Regions from separate parts of the Gossypium hirsutum genome. Here regions 1 and 2 are each linked to region 3. Evidence: chromatin contacts called from public Hi-C data. All regions are on one chromosome and are shown on one strand. Each heading gives the region's core, a stretch centred on a gene start, on an enhancer-like site or on the middle of the called end of the contact. The rest is flanking DNA. Distances are from core to core; before and after follow the strand shown. Region 1 has its middle 16 kb from the start of LOC107948935. Region 2 holds the start of LOC107948934 (ELMO domain-containing protein A). Region 3 holds the start of LOC107948928 (protein GrpE).

Region 1 (2,929 bases), core at 310-2,809, 360 kb before region 3:
TTTTAGGTCAAACTATCAGTACCCACAACCAAACTGGTAAGGAGAAAATCCTCTAAAGCAACATTCAAGCGACTCAAGAACCAAAACAACTCGGATTTGTCTAGATCTTCATAAGATATGATGATATAAACAAAAGGGTCGTCGATTAAGCTAAACAACACTAACTCCATTGCCAACATTATCAAGTTGCATAAAACAAAATCATAAACAAAATCACAAGTGAAATTTTGGGTCCGGTCAGTGATTAACAAGATCCTAAAGTCAAAATTGGACTAGGTATTATAGCAAAAAAGGATGAGAGATAGATTAGAAGAAGAGCAGCGAAGATCCCAAAGTCAAAATTGGACTAGGTATTGTAGCAAAAGAGGATGAGATATAGATTAGAAGAAGAGCGGCGGAGATGGTCAGCAACGAAAGTTGGGGTAGAGGTGAGGTAAGCCCAGTCCTTGGAAAGGGATTTGAATCGCGTCATGGTTTTCAACTTTCTTCCTAAACAAGAAAAATTCATTCAAGGGTTTTATTTCTTTTTCTTTTTGGGTGTCTGACTTTTTGAAAGTTAGTAGGACATATTTGTTATTTTTTGAAAATTGGGTGGCTGTTTTGAAAGTTGAGTGACTGTTTTGTCATTGAGATCAAATTTGAGTGATTTTTTTGTCATTGAGATCAAAGTTGAGTGATTGTTGGTGTAATTTACCCTTATATATATTTTAGGTTCAAAATAACGCGGTGGCCGGTTAAATGCCAGGTCACTTTTCTGTTACATCTTAACGAAAAATGGTTAGAGAACTGATTTGTTATTTTTTAAAATTTGAGTGATTGAATTGAAATTAGAGTGACTATTTAGTCAACTATATCAAAGTTGAGTGACTGTTGATGTAATTTACTCAAAAAGAAATCACATTTTGAATTCATTCCTTAAACACTCCTTATCCTTTCCTTTATAAAAAAACCCCTTTAAAATAATAAACCAACTTATTAATTTCATTGAAATTAAAATAAATTAAATGATAAATAATTTCTTAATTAAAAATAAATATTCTTATTTTTTTATTTCACTTCAAATAAATCATAAGTAAAGGTGTTAATGATTGGGGTGGATATTCGGTTCTAAAGTTATTATATTTTATTGTTTTAAAATATTTTAATTTTAATTAAATTATAAAAATATAAAATATAAAATATTATTTATTATTTATTATTTATAGACAGCAAAACAAGTCGAATTAAGATGGAAATCAAAATTCAAGTTTACCCCAAAGTGAGGCAAACCACTTAGCCCTTAAAATTAGTTTCAATATATTTTAGAGTAGTAAAATTTTAAATTTTGAATATTCAATTAATCATTATTTTTCTTATGGATATGGTATGGGTATGATATGGAATAATTAGTAACAACAGTTAGCTATTTTTGTAATTCTGTTAATTTTAGTACTGTAGCAAAACACTGCGTTTTGGGACTTTAGTATTCTAATGAAAACAGTGCGTGTAAGGGGGGAATTGATCAATACTTAAAACGGTGAGTTTAGGGTTAGTAGTCATACAAGTTAAACGGGTGCGTATTGAGCTTATTTCTGTTATTGCCAGGTTGTTAAATTCTGTCCATTACTCACCTTTTTATGGACCAATCAGAGAAGGGTGAGGCAGTTATGAAATTATATATGGTTTTCTTTTTCATTTCTTCTCTTTGAATTCTCATTCTCTCTTCTTTCTATTTCTTCCTTCTTCCTTCATTTTTTTTACTCGAATCTTCTTCCCTCATCAAAGGTATCAAAGCCACACGATTCTCATGGCCAATGATGGAATCACTACGTATCTACAGAAGAACATGGGCTTGTTGCAACGTGAATTTTCTCAGCTTGATAGCAAATTGGATGCCAAGTTAGATTCATAGTTCAAGGACTTCCGCGAAGAGTTCAAAGGTGAAATCAGAAGAGAAATCAAATCTGAGCTGCATTTTTTCTTTGAGCAGTACTTTGGATCGTCATCTACTAGTGCTCACGGAATGGGTCAAGATCGAGGCAATGGACTCCTAGGAACACCCCCACCAGGGTTTCCACCTAAGGACAGTTTGGCTATGTCACCAACAACTGAGGTGGGCCACTTGGGCACTCCCTCTTGAGTTAGCATAGTAGATTCTATTGGAAAAATGTTTTAGTTACAATGTCCTCGATTTGATGGGAAAAATTTTTGAATTTGGTGGTCCAAACTAGAATAGTTTTTTTAGGCTGAGAATGTTGGTAAATCTACCTTCCAGATTGAGCATGACCATTCGAACAAGCACAGTTGAGCACTATCATGATAACTTTGTAAGTCTCTTGAACCAATTGCATTACTAGAAAGTTATGCATTAAGCATATTTGTTTACAACCATAAACCTGAGATTGGACAACATTTGAAGTTATTTAAACCCACAACCTTAATAGAAGGGTTAACAATTTCTCTTCAAATGGAGGATATTGTAAGCACTGTTCCTTAGAAGACTACTCCTATAGAGGGACACTCTAGTTACTCTAAACCCTTGTTTTCTCCTGTTAAAGCATACACCAACCTGAGAATTCTATTGCTTCAAGGGGCCATACTCCTATGGTTCCTAATAACAAAAATCCTTCTAAGGCCATCTCCCAATCTAAAACGGATGATAGAAGAAAGAAAAGGTTATGTTATTGGTGTGCATTCAAATATACACCAGGGCATAAATATGTTAAATCACAGCTATATCAACTGGTGATTGAGGCTTCCACTAAGCCAGCAAGTGAGCTCCAAATTCCTTCTCCTGAAGAGTTCCAAGACTGTCCTGTGAAGTTGGAAACCACAAAAGATGAATCTGACTTAGTAGCTCTAGTGTTGTCCTTAAATGCCCTTAATGGATCTCAAAGTCATAATATGATAAAGTTTTTAGCTAAAATTGGTCACATGGAGGCTATTATTC
Region 2 (2,998 bases), core at 272-2,771, 330 kb before region 3:
GCCAAAAAGAGGTCCTAAACAGGTGCTTAAAAGGGTATTTGAGATGCATTTTAGGGGAAATGCCTTCAGATTGGGTCTTCTGGTTGCCCCTGGCAAAATGGTGGTATAATACTACTTATCATCCTGCCATTAGATCACTCCATTTGAGGCCTTGTATAGCCAAGAACCTCCTTATCATATACCCTATTTGGCAGGATCCTTTCTAGTTGCAATAGTAGATCGTGGTTTACAGTAGAGGGAGGCAACTAGGAACATAATACGATTCCATCTAAAGAGGATACAAGAGAGAATGAAATAGATGGCTGACAAGAGGCACTCTGATAGGGAATTTCAAGTAGGTGACTTGGTCTATTTGAAACTTCAACCCTATAGGCAACACTCCATCAGGAAATGGGGTAATCCGAAGTTATCTCCTCGCTATTTCGGACCCTATCTAGTAGAAGCTAAGAGGGGTAAGGTCACATGCAAACTGACTCTACCAACTGATGCTCGTATTCACTCTACCTTTCACGTGTCTCAGTTCAAAAAACACATTGGCTCAACTCCTAGTTCTACTACTTTACCCCCTGTAGATTCTAAAGGCAACCTTGTCAAGCTACCAGTTCGCATTCTTGATAGAAGGATAGTGAAACAAGGAAATCAGGCAGCTACTGAGGTGCTAGTAGAATGGACCAACATTTTTCCTAAAGATTCCACGTGGGAACGTTTGAGCGAGTTTCAGCAGAAATTTCCACTGTTTGATCCTTGAGGGCAAGGATCATCTTCGGGAGGGGACTACTTGAAATGGAATAATTAGTAGTAACGGTTAACTATTTTTTTAATTCTGTTAATTTTATTATTGTAGCAAAACACTGTGTTTTTGGAATTAGTATTCTAATGAAAATGGTGCAAGGGGAGAATTAGATCAGTACTTGAAACGGTAAGTTTAGGGTAAGTAGCCGTACAAGTTAAACAGTGCTTATTGAGCTTATTTCTGTTACTGCTCGGTTGTTAAATTCTATTCGTTACTCACTCTTTTTATGGACCAATCAGAGAAGGGTGAGGTAGTTATGAAATTACAGATGGTTTTCTTCTTCATTTCTTCTTTCTGAATTCTCGTTCTCTCTTCTCTCTGTTTCTTCCTTTTTCCTTCATATTTTTGCTCGAATCTTCTTCCCTTATCAGGGTATTGGACTTTACATACAGAGGATGCTTATGTCAGCCCCAAATTCCCTTAAATATTAGAAAGAATAAGTTGATAGAAGCACAAACTAACTAACAAAAAGTTCAATATTTAAATAATTGAAAAACTTAAATCGAGCTCAAAGTCATAAAAATCTAGAGCTTATTTGTTAAACTAATAGGATCACATGACAAATAAAAAACCCATTTTGTAATAAGAAAAAAAAAGCTTCAACATAATTCATACACTATGTACAAAACGTGAGTTACTAACATCCCTAACAAATAAGAGACATTATATCAATCAATGAATTAACAAAATGGATGTAAAATAAAGGTAGACAGACAACGGACAACTCAGAAACTCAATAACATATACTAAAGCTCGAGTTTACCTCAAATATGATCTCTTCATTCCTCCATTATCATCTCTTACCTTGCTTATCTTTTGTTATTCATACACTAACTTAAGCAATGAGAAGCTCTCAAAGCTGAAATTCTGGGCCTCTTAATTTACTTTGTTTTACAGATCACAAGCCCACAAGCGGATCCACAGCTGGCCTCAACAATTAGTATGAGAATAATCATTATTAATTAAAATTGGAATTTAGAAGAATCGCTTCCCCCTCCAACTCAAACGTCCTAACGACCAGGAAGGAACTCTAATAACAATATATAAAGGACACATACCGGAGGGGAGGGATTGAAATAATAGAGTTTCAAATTTCTTAAAGCTCTGTTATTTCCTTATTTACTAACCTACCTTTTATTGTTTCTTTCTTTCTTTCTTCGGGGGTTTACCAGCTTTCCTTACACTTCTGGGTTTCCTCTTACTCTACGTTAAGGCCTTCTCCAAATTCGATTTCAATATTCCTGTAAGTTTTCTTTTCTTTTTTATCCGTTTTGGATGCAAATTTTAAACCTAATTTGAAATTTTCAATAGAATTTTGATGCCGAAATTGGATGTTTTTCTTCGTCATTTGAATTTCTGATTGCTTGCTTAATTTTTGTAATATAGCAGTTTTGAGATCCAAATTGGTGACTAATTTTAAATTTGGAAGAGTATTGTGTTGCCAACCATTTTCATTGCTAATTCAAAATTTGCATAGTTGCTTGTTTAATCTATTTTAGCAGTTCGGGGGATTTTGATATATATTTTGTTCCTTTTTTTTTCAAAAAAAGAAAGAATTTGTTAGGGTTTAAGGAAGAATTGGTGCAAATCTTGAGCTGTAATTAATGAGGCCTGGTGCCTTGCGAAGGCGGCTTGATCATGGGGACGTTGGCAGGATGAGCAATGGAAATTATATGATGACGGGATTACATGGTTTAGATGAACCTTTGTTAGGGAATCGTGATTACGATGGCAGGCATTCAGAGGTGATTATGCCATTGCTTATTTTAATTAAGCTTTATTGCAAGAAAGGGGAGAAAGAGTACTGCTAACATTAAATTTACCTTCTCCGATATGTTACAGGGGAAAACGCCAGAGTGTATTTGGGTTGAAGGGCAATGGAAGGAGCATTTACATTGGGCGGTGCTTTTGTTCACTAACTTGATTGTGCAATGGGCACAATGGATAGGTGAGATATTATCAGTGTTGTTTCTGTTTTCGGATATGAGATTTTACTGTTTGCAATGTCTATAATTGCATTTTCAATCTACTTGTATTATATTGCTTCTTTTGGTTGCTGGTTGTTGACTTCAAAAGTTAAACCATTAAGTTAGCCAGTTACTAATCTGTTGAGCATATTGGTATATTAGATTGTTATGCATGTAAATTGCATACACTATTGTCTATATTTAAATATACTTATGCAACATGGGAAACTTTTTGCAT
Region 3 (2,742 bases), core at 140-2,639:
CCAAGTATAAAGTTGGCCACTGTAAATTCAGGATATAACATGCCTAGAAGCCTAGAAACTACACAATAATTGTTACAAAGACAAATGCACTTAAAACTCAAGTCCTGATTCCCTTCAACCCAATCTTCATCAGTTTCAGCTTGACCTCATCCCCATGGCCTAAAAGAGAACAATCTCCTAGTTCATTGCTAGATTTCACTGATTCTTTTCAATCCACACAAATTGCTCATTTGCTCCTTCATGTGAATTTTAAAATAATTTGATTGGATTCCATTAAAAATCCCTCTAAACACTCCTAATCATAGAAAAGCTATGATAGCCACGAAATATCAAAAAGCTTCCGTGCATTAAACTATTTAGTAAATGGTAATTGGGAAATGCTAAAGTGAACGACATTATCCAATACCGTGTCGAGTAGCCACAAAAAGAAAAAAAAAGTTGATTGCCCCAACATTCGATAAACTATGTCTTATATCTATTTGAACATGGTGTGGGACAATAAACGTAGGACAACTTAACAATGCTCATGATAACTACTAAATGTGGGAAAAGTAGCCGTCTATAGTCGGTGAAGCATATCCAATCGATAAAGCTACAAAGAACAGAAGATTTTCGATAAGAAAATTCCTCGATACAGCTAAATTCTATACATTAGCAAGTTACCATCTTTTTGCTCATTTCTAGCAAGCTTCAACGTTAAGTTCCAACACCCATACATGATATTATCAATTTTTCAAGAAATATAACATAAACGTATAAACTAGGACAAGAAATTCACACCCAGAAAAAAATGGGAGCCATTGTAAGTTACCTCAATTTGGGGTTCTTGAACTTGTTGTTGGGTATGAATAGTGTCAGTTTCACCTCCAGTGGAAGCAAAAGGAACCAATTTGAGGAAGCGAAGAGAGGGAGTGAAGCTGAAGCGGAGGGGACGGCTTGAAGGAGGAAGTCTTTGTTTGAAGCAGACATGGAAGGGCTTCGAAGAGTTTAAGGAAAAGGTTGTAGCAGGTGGAGTTAGAGGAGGAGGGGACTTAAACGGCAGCGTCTTAATGAGAGTAGCCATGGGAGAAGAAACTATCTTGAGAATGCGAAGAGTGAGTACAAGGAGAGAGGGAGGTGTAGGGAGAGGAGAGAATGGGGTGGGTGACAGACAGATAAAAGAGAAAAGCTGAGGTTTGATTTCGGCCGTTGGATGATTGTTTGTTAAGCAGATCTTATCGACCGTTGCTTAATTGATTGATAATAACTATATTAAAAAAGTTATTTAAAATTATATTTAAATACATAAATAAATCTTCACCACATCCTCTGACTAAATTTTTTGAAATATATTTCCAATATAAAATTTCTTCTTCCACCTTTATCTGGTGGAAGGAGCAATATATCCATTCCATCCAATATGCGTTATAAAATTATTTAAATTTTAAATTTCATATTTTTAATAATATTTTTGATAAAAAAAATGAAAGGCACAGAGCGTTCTTGTCCCAATCACAGACAGCTGAGTATAAAACAATCAACATTTCCTTTTTCTTTCGGAAAAACAATAAAAATTCCCCCAAAAACCAAACCTCTAAAATTTCCAGTTTCCCTCGATGCATGCTGCAAAATAAAGTATCCGGGATGGTGCATATTTTATGTTCAGCCGTATATCTCTTAGAAGAGCAAGGGGAATAGTCACTGTTACCGGTGATATCGGTGATGGTTACCTTGGTTTCGACCAAAAAAATATTCATGCTGGGTTTTTATTATTGGTTTTTTGAAGCTTTTTAGGGTTTGTTTGAGGTTTTTGTTAATTTTGGAAGATCATTATTTTCTTATATTGAGAAATGGGAAGTAGAAAAGAAGAAGAAAGAAACGAAAAGATAATAAGAGGTCTCATGAAGCTGCCTCCTAATCGTCGTTGCATTAACTGTAACAGCGTGGTAAATATTTTCAAGCTTTTCTTTTAAATTTTATTTTATGAGGTCGGGTCGGGAGGAGGTTTTCATAGTTAAGGTGTGCTAGGGATGCTGGCAAAGCGTGGGAAAATGAAAAAAAGAGATGGGTTCTGAAATTTGTTCTTTTTTGTTACTTAAAGTCTCTTTTTAGTTGATGGGTTAAGCAGGATGGATAGAGATTTCTGGTTATGTAAATGGTTTTAGAAATGTGTTCTTTTTGGGGGTTTTAATTTTGTAAGAAATGACTTTAGCTGATTGTTGTGATAGTCAAGTTCTGTTTCGAGTCTAGGAAAGTAAAAAAAAAGGGAAAAAAAGAAAAAAAACGAAGGTGGATTTGAGGTTATAGAAAAAAAGAGATGGGTTCTGAAATTTGTTCTTTTTTGTTACTTAAAGTCTCTTTTTAGTTGATGGGTTAAGCAGGATGGATAGAGATTTCTGGTTATGTAAATGGTTTTAGAAATGTGTTCTTTTTGGGGGTTTTAATTTTGTAAGAAATGACTTTAGCCGATTGTTGTGATAGTCAAGTTCTGTTTGGAGTCTAGGAAAGTAAAAAAAAAGGGGAAAAAAAAGAAAAAAAACGAAGGTGGATTTGAGGTTATAGAAAATGTTTATTAAAATGAGTTTCTCGAATTTCATGAATACAATGCAACTATTAGTAATGAATTTCAAGATGGTAAATAAGATGTTTTAAAAAGGGTGTTGAAATTTGCTTTTTCGTGTCATTTTATAATTAACTTGGACTAACAGATTTCAACTTCCAAGTTTTTACCATTTTTTTCCTGCTCAAATCAGGCTAACCCGG

What was found. A called contact is a pair of places that touch in the nucleus more often than the background predicts.
Region 1: a contact with region 3 is called in a Hi-C map of fibers, with 2.7 times the contacts expected there. The contact joins the enhancer-like site here to the promoter of LOC107948928 in region 3. A contact is called at or near these places in 3 of 34 Hi-C or Micro-C datasets (fibers and leaf).
Region 2: a Hi-C map of hypocotyl shows a contact between it and region 3, with 3 times the contacts expected there. The contact joins the promoter of LOC107948934 here to the promoter of LOC107948928 in region 3. A contact is called at or near these places in 14 of 34 Hi-C or Micro-C datasets (anther, callus, fibers and 3 more).

Annotation. Positions count from the first base shown.
Region 1 is chrD11:49,839,026-49,841,954 of Gossypium_hirsutum_v2.1, reverse strand. No RefSeq gene overlaps it. Among protein-coding and RNA genes, the nearest start is that of LOC107948935, 16 kb to the left of the region's middle. Within about 2 kb of position 1,559, at least 7 of the 9 cell types and tissues checked have an H3K27ac peak or open chromatin away from gene starts, as enhancers often do. A contact at or near this core is called in fibers and leaf, where this site is marked.
Region 2 is chrD11:49,809,301-49,812,298 of Gossypium_hirsutum_v2.1, reverse strand. It overlaps LOC107948934 (ELMO domain-containing protein A), which reads left to right and starts at 1,521. Exons shown (of 10, transcript XM_016883602.2): 1 at 1,521-2,036; 2 at 2,344-2,538; 3 at 2,636-2,741. The coding sequence starts at 2,398.
Region 3 is chrD11:49,482,875-49,485,616 of Gossypium_hirsutum_v2.1, reverse strand. It overlaps LOC107948928 (protein GrpE), which reads right to left and starts at 1,389. Exons shown (of 3, transcript XM_016883595.2): 1 at 812-1,389. The coding sequence starts at 1,063. LOC107948926 (probable ADP-ribosylation factor GTPase-activating protein AGD14) reads left to right here and starts at 1,709. Exons shown (of 13, transcript XM_016883593.2): 1 at 1,709-1,925. The coding sequence starts at 1,830.